2 separate regions of the Arachis hypogaea genome follow, and region 1 is linked to region 2. Evidence: chromatin contacts called from public Hi-C data. All regions are on one chromosome and are shown on one strand. Each heading gives the region's core, a stretch centred on a gene start, on an enhancer-like site or on the middle of the called end of the contact. The rest is flanking DNA. Distances are from core to core; before and after follow the strand shown.

Evidence for each region. Hi-C and Micro-C count contacts between places; a contact is called where the count stands out from the background.
Region 1: a contact with region 2 is called in a Hi-C map of leaf, with 3 times the contacts expected there. The contact joins the enhancer-like site here to the promoter of LOC112696963 in region 2. A contact is called at or near these places in 3 of 8 Hi-C or Micro-C datasets (all in leaf).

What each region holds. Positions count from the first base shown.
Region 1 is chr6:93,336,111-93,343,080 of arahy.Tifrunner.gnm2.J5K5, forward strand. No RefSeq gene overlaps it. Among protein-coding and RNA genes, the nearest start is that of LOC112696970, 13 kb to the left of the region's middle. Within about 2 kb of position 1,516, at least 2 of the 3 cell types and tissues checked have open chromatin away from gene starts, as enhancers often do.
Region 2 is chr6:93,112,454-93,119,641 of arahy.Tifrunner.gnm2.J5K5, forward strand. It overlaps LOC112696963 (ribonucleases P/MRP protein subunit POP1), which reads left to right and starts at 1,745. Exons shown (of 13, transcript XM_072197317.1): 1 at 1,745-2,108; 2 at 2,642-2,712; 3 at 3,232-3,664; 4 at 4,659-5,114; 5 at 5,509-5,605; 6 at 6,335-6,439; 7 at 6,533-6,781. The coding sequence starts at 4,660.

The DNA.
Region 1 (6,970 bases), core at 266-2,765, 220 kb after region 2:
ATACTACTTATTCACAACAATCTCTCACTTGCACGAGAGCCAATCATGATAGATTGGATCTTGGCATACTATTATCACAATAGTTTCTATGAAACACATCGCACCGCATTGCCAGCACTTTCAACGGCCTATGTAGTCTCTCCATGGTGCACGCATTCGTGTCTTTCCCCCACGTTTTCTTTGGGTGGCACTGGCCCACCCCATCCAATTCTGATCATGCGCAGCGCTCCATTAAACATGTCGTGCCATGTCGTCAGCCCTTCCACGGCCTTTGATCGCCGCGACGGAAAGTCTATTCTTACAACATGTCTCACTGTGCCGCCGGCCCTGGCACTTGAAGTCCGCATGTCATTTTTTTTTACTAGTTTTAGATGTATTTTTCTTTTAAATTTTAGATATTTCTTTTTCTTATGTTTCATATATTTTTTTTATGAATTTTGGATTTGTTTTAAATAGTTTTAGATATTTTTTCTTAGTTTTTAGATGTTCTTTTTTCAATATATTATTGGATGTCTCGTTTTAATATGTTTTGAATTTTTAAAAAAATTTTGGATATTTCGTTTTTGTTAAATTTTGAATGTTTATTTTTATTATGTTTCGAATGTTTCTTTAATTTTTATTAAAAATTTTTAAAATGAATTTTAAAATAATTTTGGATTTTTTGTTACATTTCAAATTTTTTTATTAGAAATTTTTTAAATAATTTTTTATATTTATTATTATTTGGTTTTAGATTTTTTTAATTTTAGATTTTTTTATTAAATTTTGAATGCTTCTAATAATATTTAAATTCACGTTCTCTTAAAATAAATTTTCAAAAAAAAAAAATAGTTAGCTGCAACTAATTGCGCTTCTTATTAATTATCAGTGGGATTAAACTTAGAAACAAAATTTAAATTATTGATTAAATTAAATGCGTCAATACGTTTATATAATTTCGAACACCCTCGGTGATGTTACACGTTCCATGCAAAACTGCACCAAAACATGTGATGTCGTGTATATATATATATATACTTAAAGAACTCTGCTACCTACCAACTCCGCTAATTTCATGGTTACAATTATTGAATATTATTATATATTATGGGTTATTATTGAATAATTTTAATATAAAAAATATAAGGTATCAATATATTATCTACTAATTTATTGTGAATAACAATTAATTATTATATTTTAATTACAATTAGTAATGATATATATATATAAAAAGATATATTTATAAAAATATTTTATTAGATAAAATTATAAAAAAATATTTTTATTAACACATCTATAAAAATATTTCTATTAAATACATAAATAAGAGTCGATAAAAATTGGTAAAGTCTTATTGGTTACGTAGCGAAAATATTTTAATATTGAGCATACTAAGTATTTTATTTGATTATTCTAGAAATGGATTCATGTGATTTGTCAGTGAAAAATATTTGTGTGTGAATGCAGATTCATTCCGTACTAACATACAAATATAACATATGAATATTGTTTAATATGATTAACTTCCCAATAACACCAAGGTTTGATCACAGCATTAAATATTATTAGTTAACATATACAACGTGTCTATACAGTATATACCATCACTACAAGAGCAACGGTATTTAGCAACGGAAAATTGTCTGTGTCTCGTAAAATCGCCGCAAGTTGATGAAGAAATTGTGGTTTTTATAGCGAATTTTATTTCTATCAAAGACCAATCAAAATAGTTGTAATTTTGTGTCTCAACGGCTCCAAATTACATAAAGCTCCAATTGACAAAAAAAAAATAAAATTGGAGAAAGCCAGATTCAATATTTTTTGTTTACGCACGAACTCAAAAGGGGACAAAGGCACGAATCACTCGGTTCAAAATTCCCTCCCGTAGTATACATGCAGTATACATTCCGTTCATCAGCTGCAGCCGCTACATCATTATTCCTCGTCACGGATGCTCAAGCTGCCGCATATCTCCTGCGATCGAAAGAAAGGTGGAGAGGCACGTCTGTTGTTAGTCCCTCCACCGTGCATGTTCCAGTGTCGTCGCGTGGCTTTCCAACAGTCCCAGTGTCGTCGTCCTCAATCTTCTCCTCTGCCCTGTTATAGATCATATTAGTTCTCTGATAACCATTATTCCTTGATGAGAAAGTTGTCAATTGCATAAGATTCTCATCATTGTTGGGTTTTGGATAATTAATAACTTAAGAGTTAGGTGAAGATAATTACAACCTCACAAGATGTACAAAATAATAAGTCAATCATGTGTAGTCCATACTCAATTGAAGTCTTTATCATTTATTTTAGCATGGATGAATTCACTACAGGGACAGAATAGAAAGTAGAACTTAGGATTTGAAATTAATTTTTTAGTTAAATATACACTTTTTTTATTGTTGACTATGCAACTCTTAGTAAGAAATACACTTTATTGATATTTGGATAAATATATGAGTATTTTTATCAGCTTTGCAAATGTCGTTTACCCATCAATTTATTTTGTCAGTTACAAAATAATTAAGATTTCTAATATCAGGAAAAATTCGAAAAAAAAATATCTAACACATTCAAATTAAAAAAGCGTTGATTGCCGGTACAAAATACAGTATTTTTGCAACCATTTAGCTGGACAAATAGCAGCGGTTACAAAATGGTCGGAAATAAATTTAAAACTATTGAATATTAGATAGCGGCAGTTTTAAACCGCTGCAAAATAAATTTAAAAGATACAATGGTTAACAAATAGCAGCGGTTCAAAACCGCCGAAAAATACCGTCAAATTCAATATTGGCCAAGCTAAATCAACCGACGCTATTTGAGGGATTTCGCTGCGGTTGTGTCAATGGTTTAGTGAAACAGCCACAAAATCAAATCTCCACGCTCCATTCTGCAACGTTTCTCGAAGTGCTAGTAACTCGTTTTGCGGCGATTTAAAACTGCCGCTAATTTCTATTAAAATCGCTGCTAAATCCCGTTTTTCTTGTAGTACATAACAAAATTTCCTGGTATAACATTGTACCATGGAACATTAATTTTTCAGTTTTCATCACCGTTGAGATTCATATTAAATAATTTATATGATCTAGATTGAGTTGGCAAAGATGGTTGTGGGTATGCAATTTAAAAAGTTTTCAACCCCTTTCTTTTCCAAACTATGTTTTAGAGTAAGCTGAGGTATGCTGTGTTTGATATCAATTTTTTATTGGCCCTTTCATATGTTAGAACTAACAAACAAGCTCATATGCAACTCGTATAAGAATAAGAAAATTATTTAGTAATTTAGACAATTAATCAGTAGTTATCAGTTTTCATAAATCATTTAACGATCTTTAGTTATAATAAAAAAGATATATTGTTAAGTCTCAAAAAGTATATACTGATATCCTTTGTTTCTGCAATAATTAACCCTACAATTAAAAATAACTTTATATATATATATATATATATATATATATATATATATATATATATATGACCAAACCGGATAACAAATTTTAGGCTAAGAAATTTCGGTTTAATTAACAAGTATTTCATGTTTATTATATGCATCTAGAAATTTGATGCTACAACAACATAAAAATGATAGTAGTAATAGATTAAAAATTATTTCTGACCATTCTATTTATTTGGATCTAAAAAATAATTTACAATCTTAGAAAACATAAAAGATTTATTTATTGATGGCATCTTATTTAACATTATTTGATTTCTGATACGCATACAAGTTAAAGCAAGTAGTTATATATATATTGGAAGATAAATTATACAATGACAATTTTCTCGTTGAAAAAATAAAAGAAAATGAAGACAACAAAATTTGTTTTGAGATTATTGCTAAGTATATATCATACCTTTTTATTAGTTATCATGGTTTTGACAGATCGAATCGATCAGTTTAACCGGATTAATTAGAAATTTGTTATCAGACTGATTAAATTCAAGCAAAAATTAGTTGGCAATAATTCGGCCAAAGAATTAAAAAAACTAATGCAGTTTTTAAACGGTTAATCTATTTAAAATAATAAGATATAAAATTATTTTGTTCTAAAAATATTATATATTTTATACATAAAAATATTATTTTATTATATTCGGTTCAATTTTGATTGAATCTCGGTTGAATTTTTAAAATTTTAAACTTCTAACTTTACCGATTCAATTGTTGATTCGGTTTTCAAAACCATGCTAATTAAGTTAAGAACTAATTCGTCGCAGATTTGAGTTTCATTTAAGAATTTGTCACTAAACCAATAAGTTGCACGAGATGAAATTCGTACCTCTAATATTTGTTTAAACGAAAGAGTAAGTTGTCAGCCAACCCAAATTGGTTAGCTAGTCTATGATCTTAATTATCTTATTTTTGGACTTCAATTGGAATGGTATAGATTTCATGCAAAAACAAAAATACCATGACTACAGAACCTGTTGTGGACCAATGCAAAGAGGCCTATATCGACTTCCTGTACAAAAGCACCAAATATTAAAAAAAAAATGAGAAAGCCAGCACACAACTGAGGCACCCATCAAAACTGTATTGGGTTAAAAACCTATGTTAAGTGTGCCTGAGTGCAGTATAAGCCCAATTGAAAAGCTCGGACAAATGGAAAACAGAGAGACAGAACATGTCAAGACCAAAAACCAAAAAAAAAAAAAGGAAAAAGAGAAAGAACATGTCCAAGAAAAATACATAAAAAAAAAGGAAAAATCCAGCACATGAGCTGCTAGTTTGGTGAATGATGTATCTGCCTTAAAGCAAGTGCATTTTACTTACCATCGGAAGAAATAAGTGCATCTTTAATTTTCCTTTGATATTTTTAAGTGTATCTTTTTTTATTATACACACTCTGAATTAAAAAAAACAAATAAAATAATACCAAAAGTTTATTGTCAAATGTATTTGTTCATTATACCCTATTTAAATAAAAAGTAAAGTACTAAAATAATATCTGAAAATTTATATCATTGATCAAAATCAATTTTAAAGATATGAACGGTAAATAATTTTTTAAAAAATTTAAAAATGTGATAAAATAATTAAAAAATGTTATATTATTTTATAAAAGACAAATAACTTTTATATTTAACAAATAACTTATGTATTTAATTCGATTTTTGTGAAAATATTTAGATTATTATTTAGAATGTGCAAACAAAATATCAAAATAAAAGTTAATCTATAGAAAAATTTTTCATTTTTTAAATTTTAGTCATTCACAATAAAAAAATAAAAAATTTATTTAGTATAAAATCACTAAATTTAAGGGATGAAAATATCTTATTTTTTAATAATGCTTAAAAAAATTGTATTAAAATTTGATTTCTAAACTCTTTCAAAAATATATATTTAATAACTAATTATTATGTCATATTTTTAAATTTTTTAAAAATTTCTTTGTTGTTAATATTTTTTTGTTATTTTCGTCATTGATTTTGACAGTTTACCCTTAGATAATTAAAAAAAATAAACCACCGAAAATGACCTTAAATTATCAAATTGCTAACAAAAATATCTGTGAAATTTGATAACACGAAAATACCATTAAAATATTTTAAAACATAACAAGAGTACTCAACCTTTAACTATATATATATTCATAAAGAGGGTTTTAGATATCAGTTTTTAAGGCGATTTTTTACAATAATGATTAAAAATAGGATATTTTTATTTATAAAATTTAATTATTTTTCAATAAGTAGATATATTTTAGCGATTTTTTTAAATGACAAAAAATATTTTGAAGAAATGAAAAAAATGAAGAGATCAAATTTTGGTTTATTTTTTACATGCACATTCTAAATAAATTTTTCAAATATTCTTATAAAATCTTAAATTAAATATATAAATAATTTGTCAAATACAAAAAAAATTGTTATTTATAAAAAATTATTTTTTTCATAACTTTATTGTTGTATATATTTTAAAAATATTTTTATTGTAAATACATTTAGAAAATAATTTTTTTCAATGATTTAATAATTAGATGACATTTTTTGTGGTTTACAACTTTACATATAAAAATACTATATAATAAAAAATCATACTTAATAACAGCATCAATGCAGTAAAATAATTATGAACATTCATTTTTATAATTGTTCGTTGTATGCTATAAACAACTTTGTGCTGAGGCATTCAAGCTATGAAAATAATTATTTTTTAATTTTTTATTAGAATTAGCTAACAAATATTTTTTAAGGTACTTAATAAAAATATTAAATAAAATTTCCTTTTTATTTAGAATATTGTTAACAAACTTTTTTAAATTTTTTCTTGTAACATAATTATTTATTGAAATGTGTGCCTGTTGACAAGCGAAGTCACAACTCCCAAAGCTGCATACAAAAATGAAATTTCCGTTCCCCCACAGGCTTTTCTTTACACATGCTCTCTAATCAAAATATTCGTGCTCTTCTCTTTAAAGAGAGATTTCATTCAAAGAAATAATTAAATAAAAGAGAAAAAGTCTTAAGGTATAGAGGGTGAAAAATATCTATACCTATGGACATTAGGTGTTCTTCTTAGTAGATTGACATGTGGTGCTGGAAGGATATGAAAGTTTTAGAAAATGCAGATACCAAGAGGACAAAACAGGTGGTCACATGCACTGGAAATAAATTCTTTTAATTTTTTTTTAATAATTAAAAGAATAAAGTATAATTTTTTATTGTTAATTTTGTAAGTGAAACTAAAAGTAAATATAAAAAAATAATAAAAGATCAGAGATCATATTTTATATTTTTTAATTTTTTTTAATAATTAAAAGGATCCATTTTCGACATTACATGAAAGCAGTTTTGTTTGTCTGACTTTTGATAGAGATTAATGACTAAGTTAAGTTGTTAATGATATCAATTTTTTTCTTCTTTGGGCCAGGAAATTAATTCAAATGATGGGGTAATTAAAACTATTTTTATGAATTGGGCCAGTAATTGCCATGTTGATTTCCCTCTATTACTGCTTTTTTATTCATGAATGTGTATTTGTTTTGTG
Region 2 (7,188 bases), core at 495-2,994:
GTTATGGATTTAACCGTGAACCGAATGGCTGGTTATGGATTTAACCGTGAGCCGGATAGCTAGATTATTGCCGTGTTACGGCGGAGCCATGATTATGGCTATGTATAAATGCATATATGCTATTGAATGAATTGTGAATGTTGCACTTCCACTATTGGAGATGAGAGTTTCCCTGGAAGGAAGCAGTGGCTAGTCACCACGTGCTCCAGGTTGAGACTCGAAGCTCTTCTGACCCTATGTCGTAAGTGTGGCCGGGCACTGTGAAAGACCCGGATGAGCTCACCCCCGTAAATATTCACCAGTGAGGGTGATGGATATGGATCATGATTATGATCAAGTTTATGATGAGTATAACTCGAGTTGGGGATGCGCGACAGAGGGCAGTCCAATGGTTAGCTACCAGGACTTGTCGGGTTGGCTCTATAACCGACAGATGATATCATCAGCCACTAGGGACAGGCATTCATCATATGCATACTATATGAATTGTTTGAGATTGCCTATTTGACTGCATATTACTTGCTAATTGTCTAAATGCCTTATCTGTTCCTATTCGTATATCTCTTGTTTGATATAACTGTGTTTGCTACATTATACTCCTGCTGGTGATTGGGAGGTCTGAAGGAATTGGAAAGGGAATTATTAGTTAGACTGAAGGATCTTTAGTCAGATTGCCTTTATGGTTTAGCTTGTTTATAAGCTTTGATACTATCTGGAGGAAGTTCTAGGATTGCCTTCGGCTTTCCTCTATTATTATGTATTATATATGTGGAAGCTGTTACCATGCTGGGGACCTCCGGTTCTCACCCATGCAGATTTTGTGGTTTTCAGATGCAGGACGTGAGGTTTCTCGTTGAGGCCTGCTGGAGACTTCTAGATTTGCAAAGATTCCTTGTTCTCGGGACTATGTTTTGGTTTATATGTTTTGCTTAGATGCTTTTATCTCCATTAAATAATACAAACTGTGATGACTCCTCTTATGGGAGATTTTGGAGAATAGGTTTTTGTTTTCGTGTCCCTTTGGGTTTCCTTTGGGGTTTCCTTATTTTATCATATGTATATATTGCTATATGCTCGGACCGGTTATCTTCGCAGCCGGATTTTGAGTCTTGATATTCCTGTTTTTGACACTCTTTTGTATATATATAATCTCGCGTTGGTTTATCCTTGTTCGTTACGTTATCGATCAGAGTGTTGCGCTTTCGAGTTGCGATTTTTGTTTACCCCTTTTTCTACAAAGGCTCCTAGTTATAATCAATCATTCATACTACTATACGTACTAAATTTTTATTTTAGAGGTTGTAATACCTTGCCATCTCTGAATTATGACTTAAGCATAAGACTCTCTATGGTAGGGTGTTACAACGATAGAGAAATAAAGGATTAAAAGATCTTATGAAAAAGTAAAAGTAATTTTATGTTTGTGTATTTCATGTAAAAAGATTTTTTTATTTATCAATTATGTTTGAGTATAACAATATAAAAATATTTTTTGTTTATTTATTAGATGAAAAATCTTTTTTTTAAAAAAAGATATTTTAAAAAAAGATGTTACAACTTCTCAAAATTTTTTTTAATTTTTTAATATTTTTACTTTTAGTATTAGAAATTTGTTAAATACGCTATTTATAAAAAAAAAATCTTTTTTTAATTGAAATTTTTTTTTTATCAAAATATTGACGATCACTAAAATCCTAAAAAAAAAAAAATCTTTTTTTAATTAGAATTTTTTTTTTATCAAAATATTGACAATCACTAAAACCCTAAATCCCCCAACGCAGGCGAGTCCCACTCCTCTCCTCTTCTCTGAAACTGAAAAAGTGAACAAAGAATCCTAGCCCCCCCTCCTCTCCAGCCCCGCACCCCGCAGCCTCGGCAGTCACCGCAGTCCCCGCATCCCCGTTTCGTTGTCATCGCGGAACTCTTCTCCGCTGGGAAGCTCCGTCGTAGGAAGCTCCGTCGCTGTCCTAGGAAGCTGTGTCGTCTTCGTGGGAAGCTCCCTCGCCGTCGTGTGGATGCTCTGTGGCCGTCGTCGTCTCCTCTGTTCGAGCGCTCTCTCTCTCTCTGTTCGCAACCTTGCTTCTGTTTGGATTTTCAAGAATAGGAAGGTAAGAAATTTAACAGCAATAGCAAAATAGAAAACAGAATTGAAGAGTGGATCAAAGTGATTGAAGGTTTAAAATCTAATAAGTGCATCTGTTGAAGAATGTTTAAGACCTTACTTAGGCAGTGGTTGATAGCATAAAATGGTAGCATTATCTTTGATGTTCTAGTAGATTGTCACCTATGTTGTATATATAACTATAAATATATTCGAGTCATACCATTATTTTAAATGTTAATCAGAGCTTCTCTTGCTGAATATATTTACTTGAAAGTTTTCCTTGTGCCCACCACTTTTTGAAACACAAAACAGAGTTTTTATTGTTGAAGCTACATCCTATATTTAGTTTGTACTTTATGGCTGGAAATTTTATGGAAGTGGTGGCAAAAAGAGTAAGTGCCTGCATTGTTCAAAAGTAAAAGATTTGATTAATTGTCATGACTCCATGATCTAGGAATCCTATATTATACATCTTTCATGCATTGCTTAGTGTTTTCCAACATGAATTGATGGTGCCTGCCTCACCTTATGCATTAGATTATGCAATACTGATAGAGATAGCCATTGGGGATAATCATATGGACAAAAAGTAGACTCACCAAGTTGAGGTAAACAATAAAATAAACTGCATTGATGAATGAGAGTAACACTTACAATAACAGAAAGTCATTAAGCAATAAACATGGACTGACTTGATTCAATTCAACTTAATGCGCCAAATTGTTTATGCTGGAATCAATTCTGAGTTGTTTATGCTATGATTATGATTTTAAATTGTTTATGCTGATTTTTCTGATTTGTTGATTCTGGTTGTTTATTTTTCTGATCTGTTGTTGATGGTGTTGTGGTGCAGAGCTTCACTCCATTGTTTATGTTGGAATTTTTCTTTGTTTATTCTGATTTTTCTGATTGAGTTGTTTATGCTGATTTTTCTTATTCTGATTTGTCATTTATGCGTATTTTGATGTTTATTAGTTATAAATTTTGATGTTTGAGAACTTTTAATGATAAATTATGGATAATTTATTAGGTAAAATTGTAAAATTTTAAATTTTATTGACTTAAAAATCATTAATAAATATTTAAAATTATATATTAAATTTTTAATAATTTTATTTTATATTTAGTTAAACCGGTTGAACCTCGATTGAACCTCGGCTGAACCTTTGAATCATTGAACCAGTCACTCAACCAGTTCATTGACCGATTCGGTTCTCACAACCTTGATCAATTCTATACAAACTTCCGTTTACAAACTTTAATCCAAACACACACATGGTCTATTAACTGAACCGGGGCGGCTTGGTTGAAAACAAGTAAGTAGTGTCGTAGAGGTTTATGTCACAGCATCCCAGCCGCCCTTCTTCCCCTTCTTCCTCCAGCCTCCACGAACCTTCACGCCGAAAAGGAACCGCATGCATTTCAACTTTCCAGCTTCTCATTTGAGTTATCTCATTCGCTGCTCGACTACTTCATAGCTCCATTGCAGCTTTGCATCTCCGTCTTGCACCTCTGTCTCGCCTCCTCTGCTCTCTCCCTGCTATCCCCTCCTGCCTGCAGGTAGGCCTTCAGTAATTTTTTATTTTTTGATCTTAGCTGAAAAAGAAACATTGAATATATTTGGAGATTTCAAGGTTCCAGACTTTGGTGTAGAATTAAATGCTATTGGGATTTTGCCCTCTTAATTTTTTTTAGTTTAGGCATAATCATCTAGACCCGATATAAACCCGATCTAGACATGGTCTTATTGTGACCCGAAAAGGATGAGATTTGTTTGGCTTTTGGTAAGAGTCTAAAATATTGGTCCAGTCAAAATTAAGGACTGGGTCTGAATCATAGTTACATGAAATGCATACATTCCGGTATGGGAACGGGTATGCCTACGTGGTACACCACATGTAACATATTTTATGAAAAGTATACTTATGGCATTTCGGTAAACATATGAGTTGTGAATTGCTATGCGGTGCGTCACCTAATTGGTGAATTCATGTAACTATGGTCTGGATTAAAGCAAACTTGGTTTCACCCCGCCCATGCACACTCTTTGATCATATAATTTGACTGGTTTGATGTCTGGTCCAGTTTTTTGAACCTTGAATACAATAATAAAAGTGAATTTTTGTTAATCAAATTTTCAGATAACTGAAAAAATTAGGGTCATAGGCAACATGAATCTATAACAGTTTTGGGACTGTTCAGTGAATATCAAGTCATAGAGCACGGGTTCATTTGTAAATGTTTTTATGGTACCATATATCTAAAGTCTAAACCCCTTTTTCCTTTTTTTTCCCTTCTTGTTCTATAGCCCAAACGAGCATCCCTGATGCTCCTGCCACCACTGTGACAGTTGCTTCCCTTTGTTTGAGTTCTGTTCTGCTGTTTTTCAGTTTTTAAACCTTTCACTGTTTCACTCTTGTTCCCAAGGTACACACATTGATGCACTTGTTATTTGTCTGCAAAACTTTTATTTATTTGTTTGTTTGTTGTTTAAAGAATCTTTAATACCAATTTCATCATGAAGTGATATCCTTTCTCGTTCTTATTTTGTTAGGATGGTTACTGAAGGAACTAAAGGACCTCAATTTTCAGCAGATATGGCAACTCGCAAAATCCATGTGCAGAAGTTTGCAGAATCTAGAGCCTATGAGCTTGAGAGTCTTCAATCTGTTATAGCGGACAGAATAAAGGGTGATTATAGGAGTCAAAGAAACAAGAGAAGACGAACTAGTTCTTATAATAGCAAAGCTGGGACAAGAAGAAAAAGGCAAAAGCTGGGAACAGTACATAATAAAACTGGTGGTGTTGAATTACGTTTAGGTAAAGATGAGATAAAGAAGCTTCCAAGTCGGCGCATGCGCCGGAGATATGAACTTAAGATGAACTTGGATAGTGGGTTTTGTACTTCTGGCGATGGAACCAAGAGGCTGAGAACTCATGTTTGGCACACTAAGCGGTTCACCATGACAAAACTCTGGGGTTACTACCTTCCTCTAGCACTTCAAGGAAGGTAGGTCGTTTATGATGATGCTCCATTGTTGGAACTCGGAAGCTTGTTCATTTCCTGTTATACTGGTGTCTTTTACTTTTAAGCAAACATTTATTTATTTATTTTCAGAATACAAGTCCTATCAATTTAGTTCTTAAAAAGCTGTCTGTTAATGTCATGTTTGACATCAAATCATTCCTTGTTAGGACTAATTTGATGTTGACAAAAGACACCAATGGACCAATTTTATCTCAGAAGTTGACATTGGTGGTCAATTTGGTAAATACATGCTGGACAGTCAAAGTAATTTGCTTTTAATTTTTTAAATCCCAAATGGGTGTTAACAGTTTGTTAGGGAATTGGAGTTTTGGGAACCTATTTCCTTACGTACAAGGTTTGTGTCCATATTTTCCAGAGGAAAAGGTTCAAGGGCACTCTTGAAAAGGCTCAAACAAGGGGTGGTTGTGCATGATGCAAGCTATTACACTGCTGTCCAAGTGGAAGGTCCAGAGGTATGTATATATATGTATGTATATATTATATAAACTTATCTCATTTTAAGATTTAAGGATAAAGTATATTTTTTGTCCTTGAAGTTTGCTAAAAGTTTCAAAAATACCCCTAAGTTTTATTTTGTTTAAATTTTGTCCTAGAAATTTTCGATTTTTATCAAATTTAACCCAACGACTAATTTTTCAAAAAAATTATGACCAATTCAGGAATAACTCCACAAGAATAACCTTTAACATAAGCAAATAAAACATATTTATCATGCATTATTGTTAGATTAGTTCTAAATTTTTTTAAAATTTAATAGTCAGGGATATATTTGATACAAATCGAAAACTTTTGGGACAAAATTGAAACAAAATAAAATTTAGGATATTTTTGAAACTTCTAGCAAACTTCAGGAACAAAAAATATACTTTACCCTAGATTTAAAGAATAGTTCTTTTCTAACTTCGTATTTGTATTTGCTTACATACGATACATTGCCGTTATAACCATGATTATGGTTACATGGCTATTAATTTCTGTAAGATGTGAACAATGCGTCCACAATTGCGGTTTTAGAAATGTTGAACAGCGCCATTGTGGCAGCAATTTAAACCTTGATTCCATATCCAGCATTTCCCTCAAACTTTTGAGTGAAGTACAGAAACAGTTGCAGGTTCATGGCTCCCAGATAAATAATGGTTTAGTTACTTTTACTTTTGTTTCCTGCTGATTCTTTTCTACAGGAATCATTAGCTTCTCTATTAAGAATGGTACTAGTGCCCTTCCTGGAAACATCTTCTCAAGATTCTGATGAATCAGTATCGGGTACCACTTGTGGAATGGCAATGGTCAGTCATCCTATTGCTGATTCTGGTATTAGCTATGTTGATTTAGGGTATGCAATTAACCCAAAATTGAATCTTGTTTCTGTTTCATGACAGCTTTATCAAGTCGAAGCACCAGTTTCTCAGCCAATTGGCCCTGTGACCTATATGTGGCGGCCAACATTCCAACAAAATATTAGTGGAGAGGATGATATCAATGATGAATTAATGAAACATGATGTTGATTCAGATGAAAGCCCAAATAGAATGAAACTCGGTGCTTCATTTAGACAGCTTTGGGTGTGGATACATGCTTCTGCCTTTGAAGAAGGATACGATAGTCTAAAATTTGCATGTCAGAAAGAGGTTCAGTTTCTTGTTTTACTCCTCCCATGGACATCATGATGCTCTCTATTTTTTTACTTTAACTTTTTAAATTGTATCTTGACATAGATGAAACAGGGAGCAGTGTAGTGAAATCCATTGGTTCTTGTTCATAGTTGTCTGCTATGTTTTGTTTTTCATTAAGAGGGCAAGACATGCATAGGTTGTTGCCTTGTAAAGTGGAGGTCACACTTTTCACATTCTAAAAACAGCCTCTCCAGTTGCATACATCCCCATCAGGTGGGAGCCATGTATGTTGGGCCATTTTTTTTTTCATTTTTTGTTCCCTTGTTACCTAATCAAATTCCTTCTTGTTAATGTTCGTGACACCTTATTCCTGCTATGAGCATAGTTGGGGCATAGACAAAATTTTGATTTACTTAAGCTCT